Regions from separate parts of the Mus musculus genome. Here all the other regions are linked to region 2. Evidence: chromatin contacts called from public Hi-C and promoter capture Hi-C data. All regions are on one chromosome and are shown on one strand. The core of a region is the stretch at or near the end of the contact, and the rest is flanking DNA. Distances in the headings are between cores, read along the strand shown.

Region 1 (2,700 bases), core at 155-2,654, 1.0 Mb before region 2:
AACCCTGTCTCAAAAACCAAACAAACAAACAAACAAACAGAGTATAAAAAGACATTAGAAGGGCTGAGATGGGGGCTGGACTGGACTGGAGAGATGACTCAGCTGTTAAGAGCATTGACTGGTCTCCCAAAGGTCCTGAGTTCAAATCCCAGCAACCACATGATGGCTCACAACCATCTGTACAGCTACAGTGTACTCGTATATATAAAATAAATAAATAAATCTAGAAAAAAAAAAGAAAGGAAGAAAGAAAGAAAAAAGAAAGGAAGAAAGAAAGGAGACTGAGATGTTGAAAAAGGAATCGGAATTTCAAGGACACATGGCAAGTCCCAGGTCTGCATGGGCTACATGAGACCACACCTCAAAAATACACTAAACAACAACAAGCAAAAGAGAAAGAAAGGAAAGCAAAGAAAAAGAGAGTGGCTGGCATTCGCCATTCCAGGCCAAACAGCTACCCTGAGTTCCAGGCCAACCAGGCCTAAAGGCTGCAACTCACCCAGAAAGTAGAAAATAAAGACACGAAGCTGTAGCCATACTATTTTAATAGCCATACTATTTTAAACTAGAAAATAAATTTTGATTCTTACAGTGCGTGTGCCATGGCATGTGTACAGAGGCCAGCTTTGTGGAGTGAGCTCTCTATTCTACCATGAAGATTCCAGGGGTTACAAGCTTCTCAGGTCTTCATGGCAAGCCCTGGGATGTGCTGAGCCATCTCCCTGGCTCCTAGCCATCCTTTGGAAGAAAGCTTTGGAAGTGATAGTACAGTGATCATATCTGTGAAAATCTGTCTTGCTACCTCGGTGCTAACTTCTATTGTTGCATGGAACAAAGTTTTCCGTGTTTTACCTTTCGACACGATACACCATCATTGGCATTAATTCGTTACAGAAATTACGTGGTTTTCATGATTTTGGAAAAGGTTCTCTTCTGCCTTTCACTAATAACAAAAACAACCATCTCATTTGGTGGTTACTAGGCAACACTGCCTGGATCAAACCATTCTGAAAAAATGAGAGGGAGACGGTGGCACAGCGGTTCGGAGTTTTGAAACAGAAATTATTGTGAATGGTAGTTGCTAGGCAACGCCTGAGCATACGGCCATCTTTGACTGGGGCAGGGTATTTCCCACTATGGAATGAAAGGCCACGCTGCAGTTGCCAGGCAGTGCCTTAGCACTGTCCCCATCCTCAACCAGTTGTTTAAAAAAAAAAAATTAGCACGTAATTACAGCACACATGAAGGTTTGTAGGCAACACCTTAGCACCATCACCATCTTCAAACTAGATTCTTCATTCTCGTTATACAAAAGATGTGAAGCTGTCCAGGAACAACTTGAACGCTTGGCAAGCAATACTTGTCGCCATCTTTGTTAGGGTCATGATGACTTCCGGCCGGGGCGGAAAAAGAATCCTGTTGGAGGGGCTGAGTTGATGAAGGCAGGAATTTAGCCATCCGGCTTCTCGCCCTCTGGCGGCTCCAAACGGCAGGCCGACTTGCTTTCACTACCCGCATGCTCCTAGATCCACACCGAGAGTCTCCAGGGGGGTGACTTGTCGGGTGCGGGCTTCCAGATGGGGGATGAGGGGCCGGGAAGCCCGGTGCATCTGCTGTGCCTCGCAGCCTCTAGCGGGGTTCCCCTGTTTTGTCGGAGTAGCAGCGGCGGCGCCCCCTCCCGTCAACAGGTGGGGGCATTCGACTCCTTCGTCTAAATAAGGGGTTTGGGAAGCTGGGATGGCATACCGTGCAGGGAGTAGAGGCTCGGAGCCTTTAGGGGACTAATAAGCCTGGTTTCCTGAAGAACTTTGGGGGGATGTGGGGAGACGGCAAAGTGGGACAGTGAGGTCTCAATGCTTCCCCACTCTTCAGCTTCCTTTCTCTGTCATCGGCTCTCTCAATGGAGTCCACATGTTCGGCCAGAATCTGGATGTGCAACTGAACTCTGCAAGAACGGAAGACACAACCGTAGTGTGGAAGAACTTCCATGACAGGTCCCTTGGCGGGAGCAAGGGAACAAGATCTGGGCAGTGGTTCCTGGCTTAGGTGACCCCAGAGTCCTGCCAGTGGTGACTTGGCTGTGGGAATCTTTGATAAGCTACTCACCCTCTCTGATCCCTGCGTTCCCAGCAGAATGTAGCCAGCAGCATAGGAATAGCCCAGAGACGCTGAAGCGCTTGGCTCCGTTTCCCAGGCCTGACCTCTACTTCATTCTTGCTTCTCTTCTTTCCTCCCCACAGTATCACTCTCATTGTTCTGTCATCTGAGGAGGGCACCTCTGAGCTGAGGCTGGAAAGAATGCTCCACATGGTGTTTGGGGCCATGGTGAGACTGGGCCCTTTTTTCTCCAAAACTCAAGAGAGCTGCACCCCCAGCCTCTTCTCCTTAGTCCAGACCTGCATTTTTTTCTCACACCCAGACATCCAGACCTCAGCCCTCTTCCCTCATACCTAGGAGTCCAGGAGCCCGACCTCCACCTTCATACACAGGGATCCAGACCTGGCCTTCCTCTCAACACCCATTCAAATACTGTCCTCTCTGACTAGATCCTATTAAGGACCCCGCTGTCCTATGTGATTCTTCTAGGTTCTCATTGTGGGACTTGAGGAGCTGACCAATATCCGGAATGTAGAAAGACTGAAGAAAGAATTGAGGGTGAGGCTGTGGGATGTGAGTGACGTTAGGATCCCTAAGTCGTGC
Region 2 (2,700 bases), core at 17-2,516:
TCAATCCTCCTACCTCAGTCTTTTATGTGCTGGTGTGACAGATTTGAGAGGCCCTTTGAGGAGCCCCAGGTTTGAGGGGCTCTTTCTTGTGATGACTCGGTTGATGCTGACAGTGGCTAGTGACCAGATACTCAGTAAAAGGTGGCTTCAGTTTTGGGCTCCTGTCTGCTTCTCTCCCTCTCTGACCACACTGACCCCTTGCCCTCTTCCTGGATGTCGCCTGTGTCCTGACCCCTGGGGTCTCACCCCTCCGAAGATCCTTGAGATGCTCTTTGGTCTCCTCAGAAAGCGCACAGTCTCATTGTCTGCCAGGTCGTGGAGGCTTTCAGGGAGGTGCATAGTGGCTGCTCTTCTTTGGGTGTCCCGGGAGGTAGGGGCAGGGGTGTTGGGTGCTGCTTTCTGGGCACCACTTCCTGTGTGCCTCAGACCCACCTCAAGGCTCAGCTACTGCAAGAAAAGAGGAATGGGAATGTCAGAGTAAAAGTGCTGGGAGTGGGGAGTACTGGCCCTTCCTTTGTGGGGATGGATAGGCTGAGGGGCTGTTAGGAGCCCTAGGAACAGAGGGGGTGGGCTGAAGGGGCTGGCTGCTCCCGTTTTCAGTTGTCAGGAATATGGGGTGAGAAACTGCTGGGTGGTCTTAGGTGCTGGAGATGAGACATGATAGGGTATGTGGGAGGTTCTGGAAATGGGAGCACGGCTGGAAGGCTGCTTCGGGGTTCCAGAAGTTGGAAATGTAGGCTGATGGGCTATTGGAGGTTTCAGGTGCTGATAAGGGGCCAGAGGGTTCTGAGGGCCCTAGATTTTGGGAATACAGGATGAGGGTGATAAGGGGTGGCAGGTCTGCTGGGCCCTCAGAGTGGGGTCAATAGGGGGACTGTAGACTGGTCCTTGAGGGAATGCAGCTACCCTAGGTATAGAAGACCACGTAGAGCCCAGCAATATTTGAGGTGTTCCCTAACTTGGGTCATTTTCCGTAACACCAGGCTTGCTTAGGCTTCAGCTCTGTTTCAGGATGACATATTGTCTTAAGACTGAAGCCTCAGAAACCAGCTGCCACTCGGTATGAGAGTCATGGCAACCTCCTTAGACTAGGGGCTTCCCTTCTAAGGACCTGGGGGCGGAAGTGCTGAGACCCCAAGGGGACGCTGGCTGAAGAGAACCACCTCTTCTCCGAGGGCCGAGGACCTGCGTTCCTCTTCTGCCTGCCTGGCTTCCTCTCCTGGTCCCGGGAGCCACCTCTAGCCTCTTTTTGGTTCCTCTTTTTCCCGCCTTTTCTGTCCTCTACAGATGATTGGCTGCAGCCAAGTCCCGCCCCTTTCCTTTCCGCCTATCCGAACTGACTATGGAAAGGGCGTGGTCTCGGCGGACGTTGGGCGGGTCGCCGTTGGCCGGGCGCGCGCGAGGGCCCGACCCAGCTCCAAATAGCGGACCACACGTCTTCAGCGCGTGCGCATTACCTTTAAAAAAAAAAAAAAAAAAAAAAAAAAAAAAGGACTAGCGATGAGGCATGCGCAGTTGAGATAAAGGCTATTAAATGGTTTCAAGCGGCTCAGGCTGTGCGCATGCGCCTTACTGCTTGCTGAAGCCAATCCTCTGGGCCTAGGACCTCTTACTGCACATGCGCAGAAGGCTCAATGACAGTCGCGCGTTGGTTAAGGTGAGGGCAGGGTGGGGGATTGCATGGCCCAGGAAGGACGGCCCAGCACCCGCTATTAACTTTTCCTAGTTTTTCAACACTCCTGAGCTCCACCTCATTGTTTAAGCTTCTCAGAGACCATTTGTACCGCTTCAGGGTCCCTGGGCCTGCAAGATACTCCAAACTACGACCTCTGACCCTATTCCGGAGCCAACCTAAATGTGCAGTGTAGAAGGAACCGGAAAGGGATTAGAGGGAGGGAGACTGGCCAGGAACTGTCCCCGAAGGGAGGGGTGTGTGGAGGTACTACCTCCAACTGACCTTTGACATCCCCCTTCATTTGCTTATGTTTAGGCTCTGGGAAAGGGGGCAGGCCATGTTGCATGTGACCTGGGGGTCCAAGGTCCGACTATGGTCCCTGGTGCCTGCTCTCCTCGGGACTCCCCGAGCTCTGTCGTCCCTGGAGAACAGGATGGGGGTGTACCGCAAGATGTGGAACCCCAAGGAGCCCTGCGACTGGGCCCAGCAGTACCGCGAGCGCTTCATTCCATTCTCCAAGGAGCAGCTGCTCCGCCTCCTGATACAGGTACCGCCCATCAGTGGTCTAAGGACCTAGAGACTACAGTTTCCAGCCGACCTCGCGACTGCACCACTATACCTGCTTTTGAGGTCTGCGCTAGCGCCCTCCTGGGAGTGTAGTTTCTGGTCCCTTTGGCGTTCCTAGTGGGTTCGAGAAAGTTGGAATGCAGGGGCTAGAAAGAACTCCAAGATGAGATGCCTAAAGATCTCTGGACTTGGGCTTCTTCTGGGGCCTTGAACAGGCACACTGGGACATAAGTTTTTCCCTTGAAATAGATGTAACTATCATCCTCATAATTCCTTTCTAGTACATAATAAATTTGTATCTGCAAAGCCATAATGATAATTATTATCACACCTTGAGCTCTTTATTCCGTGGCACCGTGCTAAGTGTTTGTAATGTATAGAGCCATCAGAACAACCCTGTGAGAGGCCACCATTATCCCATTTTACAGGTTTAAAGGCAGTGACCCATCCAAAGCTAC
Region 3 (2,700 bases), core at 59-2,558, 1.4 Mb before region 2:
TTGGCAAGAAGCCCACTTCTCTCTGGCACATCCTAGATCCACACTTTCTTTCCCACGGTTCTGAAGCAGAGTCCCACTAAATCACTCCCTGATCCAGACCGGAGATGATCCTCCTGCCTACGTCTGCTGAGCGCTTGGGGTTACACATGAGCACCACCACCATCAGCTTAATTTCTTTGTAATTTTTCTTTTTTTAATTTTGTGTATGGATATCTGCTGCATGTACCTATGTGCCCTGTGTGCATGCCTGGTACCTGGTGTGCCAGAAGAGAATGTGCAATCCCCAAAAACTGAAGTTAGCAGACAGTCGTGAGCCTCTAGGTAGGTGCCAGAAAGCAAACCCAGGTACTCCAGAAAAGCAGTCAGTTCTCTTGGCCCTCATTTCTCCAGCACCCTATTTTTGGGGTTTTTTTGAAACAGGACCTTAGGTAGCCCAAGGTGACCTTGCACCCCACACCCAGGCCTAAGCCTTAGATGTCTTAATTTCAAGCTTCTCCTAGCCAGGCATCCTACAGCACTCTGGCTCCTGAAGGACCTGACTTCTTCGTGCATATTCAGAAACATGATTCCAACCCTAGCACTAGAGCACTGCTTCCTTGCCATATCTTTATTAATTACTTATTGAGTCAGGGTCTCACTGTGTAGCCCTGGTTGGCCTAGAACTCCCTTTGTCCTAGGCTGGCCTCGAACTCAGAAATTCACCTGTCTCTGCCTCCCGAATAGGGGTATTGAAAGCGTGCACCATCACACCCCCATTTTTGTATTTTTGAGACAATCTCAAGCAATCCAAGCTAGCCTCAAACTCCTTGATCCTCCAGCCTCAGCCTCCCAAGCACGGAGATGAGAGGCTAGCTACCACTACTCCACGCAGCTCAGGTTCCGAGCAAACCACATCCTCTCATGAATATTCATGATGGGGTCCATCTAGCGCCCACAGGAGGCCGCCCCGCCCCGGCCACTAGCACTCACCCCACGCGCGGAGGCCCCGACCCGGCAGCCGCTGCCTCGGGCTCTGCTAGGAGCCGCGGCTACCATCAGCAAGAGCACTAGCAGCCGGGTCACCCCGGCACCCGCGGCCACCATACGGGAGCGTTGAGAAAAACCGAGAGCCATACAGCCCGCTAGGAAACACAGGGTTCATCCTGAGGCTCACGCGCCTGCGCCGCACGCCGCGCCTGCGCACTAGCGCCCGTCCGCCTGCTCCCGCAGTCAGGGCGGCCATTTCTCCATCCGGGTCTCTAGGGCTCACGTTCCCGGTGACACCACCTGGGAGAGAAGTGACGTCGTTGACGTCACGGAACGCCGGGCACCCTATTGTAAAGTCACAAGCTCTAGGCCCCACCCTTTATCTGTCTGTCCCAGGCTTCACTCGGCGTTCCTCCCCAGGGCCGGGGCGTGGCGATGAAGGGCGGTCGAGATCTTAAGGCCGCTCGGGGCGGAGCAGGTGAGACCAGTTCTGAGGGGATGGAAGGTGACAAAAGGACTTCTGCCTGGAGGGGTTGGCCCTAGAGAGGGAGCCGGGGAAGGTATGGGACCAGCAATGCGGAGGCCGCTGCCCCGCATGCGCCCTCGGTCAGAGTTCATGTACCTGGCATCCTGGGATGGATGCTCGCGCTTCGCCCCTGCAGACCGCCCCCTGGCTCCAGCCTACGCCCCGTGCCGCCCTGGGCGCCTCCAACGCCACCTCCTGAGCGGCGAGTTCGACCAGCTGCGCGACTTTCCCATCTTTGAAAGCAACTTCGTGCAGGTGTGGAGCCCCGGACCTCCGACCCGTTGATGTACGGATCTCCCCCATCATTTGTCGTTCTTTCCAAGTGATCCACATCACCTCTGAGCCCGCTGGGCTTTTTGTGTCTTCAGAAGCCTTTGTCTCAGTTTCCTTGACTGTACACATATGGTTCTTGTCCTTTAATCCTAAAATCTTTGGCCCACAAGCCTTTTTTTTTTTTTTTTTTTCCTTTTTAGAGGTAATATGGCTGGTACTCTGGGCTTCACTCGTTATTCAGCAGGAGCTCTACCCCTTAGTCACACCCTAGCCCTGCACCGGGGGATTCTAGGCATGTGTGCTTATATTCTGAGCCACATTCCCAATCCCTAACCTACTGTTCATCTCCCCTAGTTCATGACCTTTCACTCTGTCAAGATCCCCAAGACCCAATCAGATTCCTGTTGAGTTCTGTTCTCCATCTATCGATCCTCTTAACCTTTGGCCCCAGGTGACCCGGTTTGGAGAAGTCGCCAACAAGGTCACCATGGGGGTGGCAGCCTCTAGTCCTGCCCTGGAGCTGCCAGACCTGCTGCTGCTGGCCGGCCCTGACAAGGAGAATGGACACCTGCAGCTCCTCGGGTGACTGCCCCTCTAAGTCCCAACTTCCTCCAACCTCCCTGCCGCCATTTTGCCACCCAGGGACCAAGATCACCACCAAACCTCTTCACTAAGAAAAATGGCAGGGCACTTCACAGAGGTCAGAAGTCAGGCGAGATGAGGGAGGACAGCCCTCAGTGGCATCACAGGGTCAGGATGGTGGCTGTTTACACAGTGCTTTCTGCTTTCCAGGTACTCTGTCCCAGAGAGATAAAGTAAAGCTCAAAGACTGGGCCCACGGCCCAGGGTCCCACAGTCCACTGTCCACTCTGCCCCTCTTCCTGAAAACTTGTGAAAATCAATACCACCAAGTACAAACCTCACATAGAACAGAA
Region 4 (2,700 bases), core at 127-2,626, 1.3 Mb before region 2:
TGGTCCCCACTCCTTTACCCATCTCTTGGCCCTTCTGTCTGCACTCTTTGTTGTCTACGCTTCATCCCCTTTCTTCCACCAGCTGGCAACTTTTGCCCCTTCCCTAAGACGTAGTGGACCATCCTCCGGGGTCTCTACCAATGAATCTCTCTATTCCAGCCCACCCCCAGCCCCGTGCCCAGCAATGAGTGTCCTTCCCCTAACAGGCATCTCATTTCCAGAACTCCATCCCACCAGCCTGGAGGCTTCTGGCTCTCTAAATGCTCATTTTTAGCGCCCCACTTTGCCATCCACTTACTAGTCGCATCTTCCTCTGGACTATTGAAGGTGTTTCATATAAGATATAGACCCTGTCCATCTGCCTGTGTCTCCCATTCGTCCGGATCCTCTTCGCCCAGGTCTAACCCCGTCTAACGAAGTCCAAATTTGCAACATCCAGTTGGACATGGTGGTGCTCATCTGTCATCTCAGCTACTTGGGATGCTAATGTTGAAGCAGGAGGACAGCGAACCTAAGACCTCCCTCAACTCCACAACTTGCAGCCTCCGCCCCTCCCCAGCTTTCATCCAGAGGCTCCCAGGCCTCGCCTTCCTTCCTTTACCATAGCGTCCCAGTATCTTCCGCTTCGACTGTCTCCTGTGAGTTTTTTTATTTAATCAAGTTCCAACTCCACCTCTAGTTCCCTTGTACCGCCCTCACCCCAGTTGAGACCCTCCCCCCTCATTGTCGCGGCCCAATAAGGATTGTTAATAATCTCTTGGGCTCGCTGCATCCAATTACTCCTACTTTCCCGTTCATTTGCCTTTTCAGTGCAGGTCCCGCCTGCCCGGGCTCTAGGCAATTTGTTTTCTTTTTGTCAGCTTCTCTTGTTGTGACTTCTTTCCCCCCACCCACCACCCCCCAACCCGTTCCTCACCCCTACCCCCACCAGAATTGATAGGCCTTTTTTTTTCGAGGCAGAGTCTCATGCAGCCCAGGCTGGCCTCTATCTCACTTTGTAGCATGACCTTGAACGCCTGATCCCCCTTCCTTCACGGTACCTGGCTCTTTCCCATACCTGGCTCTGAGGTCTCCATTTTCGCTGTGCTGCTGAGTTAGGCATTTTTAGGGTCCCCTTGACGCCCCGCCCTCTCCTAGGTAGGATCCAATCCCTGAGCTTTCTGTGCAACCCCACCTCCTCTAGCTAGGCTGGGTCGGAGTCTGCCTAGCCGTGGCCCCGCCCAGTCGCTCAGCCCAATCAGCTCGTGCCCTCCCTCCACCTGCCCAATCACACCCTCCCATCCATTCATCGCCTCCTCCTGTCCAATCACGTCTGCCTCTCTACCCGGGCCCCGCCCCCGAGACCCTGCCCCCTCCCAGCCCCGCCTCCCTGTCCAATGCTCAGTTCAGTGTGCGTCTGGTCGTTCCGCGGGCGCCAGGGGACCGGCAAGCAGCAGCCTCAGCCGGTGCCAACGCCGCAGCCGCCTGAGTCCTCACCGCCGCCTCTGCCGCCGCCGCAGCAGCAGCAGTGCTCTCAGCCCGGCACTGCCGCCTCCCCGGCGGGTGCCCCGCTTTCCTGCGGGCCTGGGGGCCGGCGTGCCGAGCCATGCCCCGGGCTGCCGGCGGTGGCCATGGGGCGGCACGGCGGCGGCGGCGGCGACAGCGGTAAGATCGTGATCAACGTGGGCGGCGTGCGCCATGAGACGTACCGCTCCACGTTGCGCACCCTGCCAGGGACCAGACTGGCCGGGCTGACCGAGCCCGAGGCGGCCGCGCGCTTTGACTACGACCCGGGCACGGACGAGTTCTTCTTCGACCGTCACCCGGGCGTCTTCGCCTACGTGCTCAACTACTACCGCACCGGCAAACTGCACTGCCCGGCCGACGTGTGCGGGCCGCTCTTCGAGGAGGAGCTGGGCTTCTGGGGCATAGACGAGACGGACGTGGAGGCCTGCTGCTGGATGACCTATCGCCAGCACCGTGACGCTGAGGAGGCACTGGACTCTTTCGAGGCCCCGGACTCCTCGGCCAACGCCAACGCCAACGCCGGAGGCGCGCACGATGCGGGACTGGACGACGAGGCGGGCGCAGGAGGCGGCGGCCTGGACGGGGCAGGCGGCGAGCTCAAGCGTCTGTGTTTTCAGGACGCGGGCGGAGGTGCCGGAGGACCTGCCGGGGGCGCGGGCGGCGCGGGCGGCACCTGGTGGCGGCGCTGGCAGCCCCGTGTGTGGGCGCTTTTTGAGGACCCCTACTCGTCGCGGGCTGCCAGGGTGAGCGCGCTCTCCGAGCACTCCTAATTATCCCAACCGCTCTGTTTCCGGAGCACTCCATCCCAGTGTCCCTCCTCCTCTTGAGCCCTCCAGTTCTCTGGAAGCCCTTCCTCCTTGCAGCTGGAGTTCCCTGCACCCCTGCAAACACACCCCTCTCTTTAGACCACCCTTCCAAGGACACCTCCCGAAAACTTAAGCGTCCCTGGGACCTTCTAAACCCCAACTCGCTGCTGCTCCTAGTCATCATAGATCCTGGGGAACAGCTTCCTAGCTGGATTTCCCTGACAGTCCTACCCCACCTTTCTCACACACCTTCTGAGACCTTTGGCAGGTCCCCAGAATGGCCTCAGCCTCTTCAAAACTTCTCCCACTGTCCCTTGAACACTCCAAAGCCATTTTCTTATTCCCGATCCTCAGTGTCCCAGGTCCCACCCATCTCCAGACCCTCTGA

The links. Hi-C and Micro-C count contacts between places; a contact is called where the count stands out from the background. Capture Hi-C pulls out chosen DNA fragments and counts their contacts.
Region 1: a contact with region 2 is called in a promoter capture Hi-C map of liver, with 4 times the contacts expected there. The contact joins the promoter of Fuz here to the promoter of Syngr4 in region 2. A contact is called at or near these places in 2 of 39 promoter capture datasets (liver and pre-B cells), 1 of 115 datasets of contacts at active chromatin or transcription factors (thymic regulatory T cells) and 3 of 9 other capture datasets (adipose tissue, liver and pancreatic islet).
Region 3: a Hi-C map of B cells shows a contact between it and region 2, with 5 read pairs. The contact joins the promoter of Fam71e1 here to the promoter of Syngr4 in region 2. A contact is called at or near these places in 4 of 39 promoter capture datasets (cranial neural crest, liver and pre-B cells) and 1 of 484 Hi-C or Micro-C datasets (B cells).
Region 4: a contact with region 2 is called in a promoter capture Hi-C map of pancreatic islet. The contact joins the promoter of Kcnc3 here to the promoter of Syngr4 in region 2. A contact is called at or near these places in 2 of 39 promoter capture datasets (liver and pre-B cells) and 1 of 9 other capture datasets (pancreatic islet).

What each region holds. Positions count from the first base shown.
Region 1 is chr7:44,894,675-44,897,374 of GRCm38.p6, forward strand. Fuz (fuzzy planar cell polarity protein) reads left to right here and starts at 1,405. Exons shown (of 11, transcript NM_027376.3): 1 at 1,405-1,688; 2 at 1,873-1,994; 3 at 2,241-2,325; 4 at 2,587-2,655. The coding sequence starts at 1,578.
Region 2 is chr7:45,895,445-45,898,144 of GRCm38.p6, forward strand. It overlaps Syngr4 (synaptogyrin 4), which reads right to left and starts at 1,267. Exons shown (of 5, transcript NM_021482.2): 1 at 1,164-1,267; 2 at 247-447. The coding sequence starts at 339. Tmem143 (transmembrane protein 143) reads left to right here and starts at 1,625. Exons shown (of 8, transcript NM_144801.2): 1 at 1,625-1,657; 2 at 1,991-2,222. The coding sequence starts at 1,635.
Region 3 is chr7:44,495,287-44,497,986 of GRCm38.p6, forward strand. Fam71e1 (family with sequence similarity 71, member E1) reads left to right here and starts at 1,309. Exons shown (of 5, transcript NM_028169.2): 1 at 1,309-1,444; 2 at 1,629-1,747; 3 at 2,217-2,347. The coding sequence starts at 1,402. It overlaps Emc10 (ER membrane protein complex subunit 10), which reads right to left and starts at 1,132. Exons shown (of 7, transcript NM_197991.3): 1 at 970-1,132. The coding sequence starts at 1,083.
Region 4 is chr7:44,589,510-44,592,209 of GRCm38.p6, forward strand. Kcnc3 (potassium voltage gated channel, Shaw-related subfamily, member 3) reads left to right here and starts at 1,377. Exons shown (of 4, transcript NM_008422.2): 1 at 1,377-2,249. The coding sequence starts at 1,377.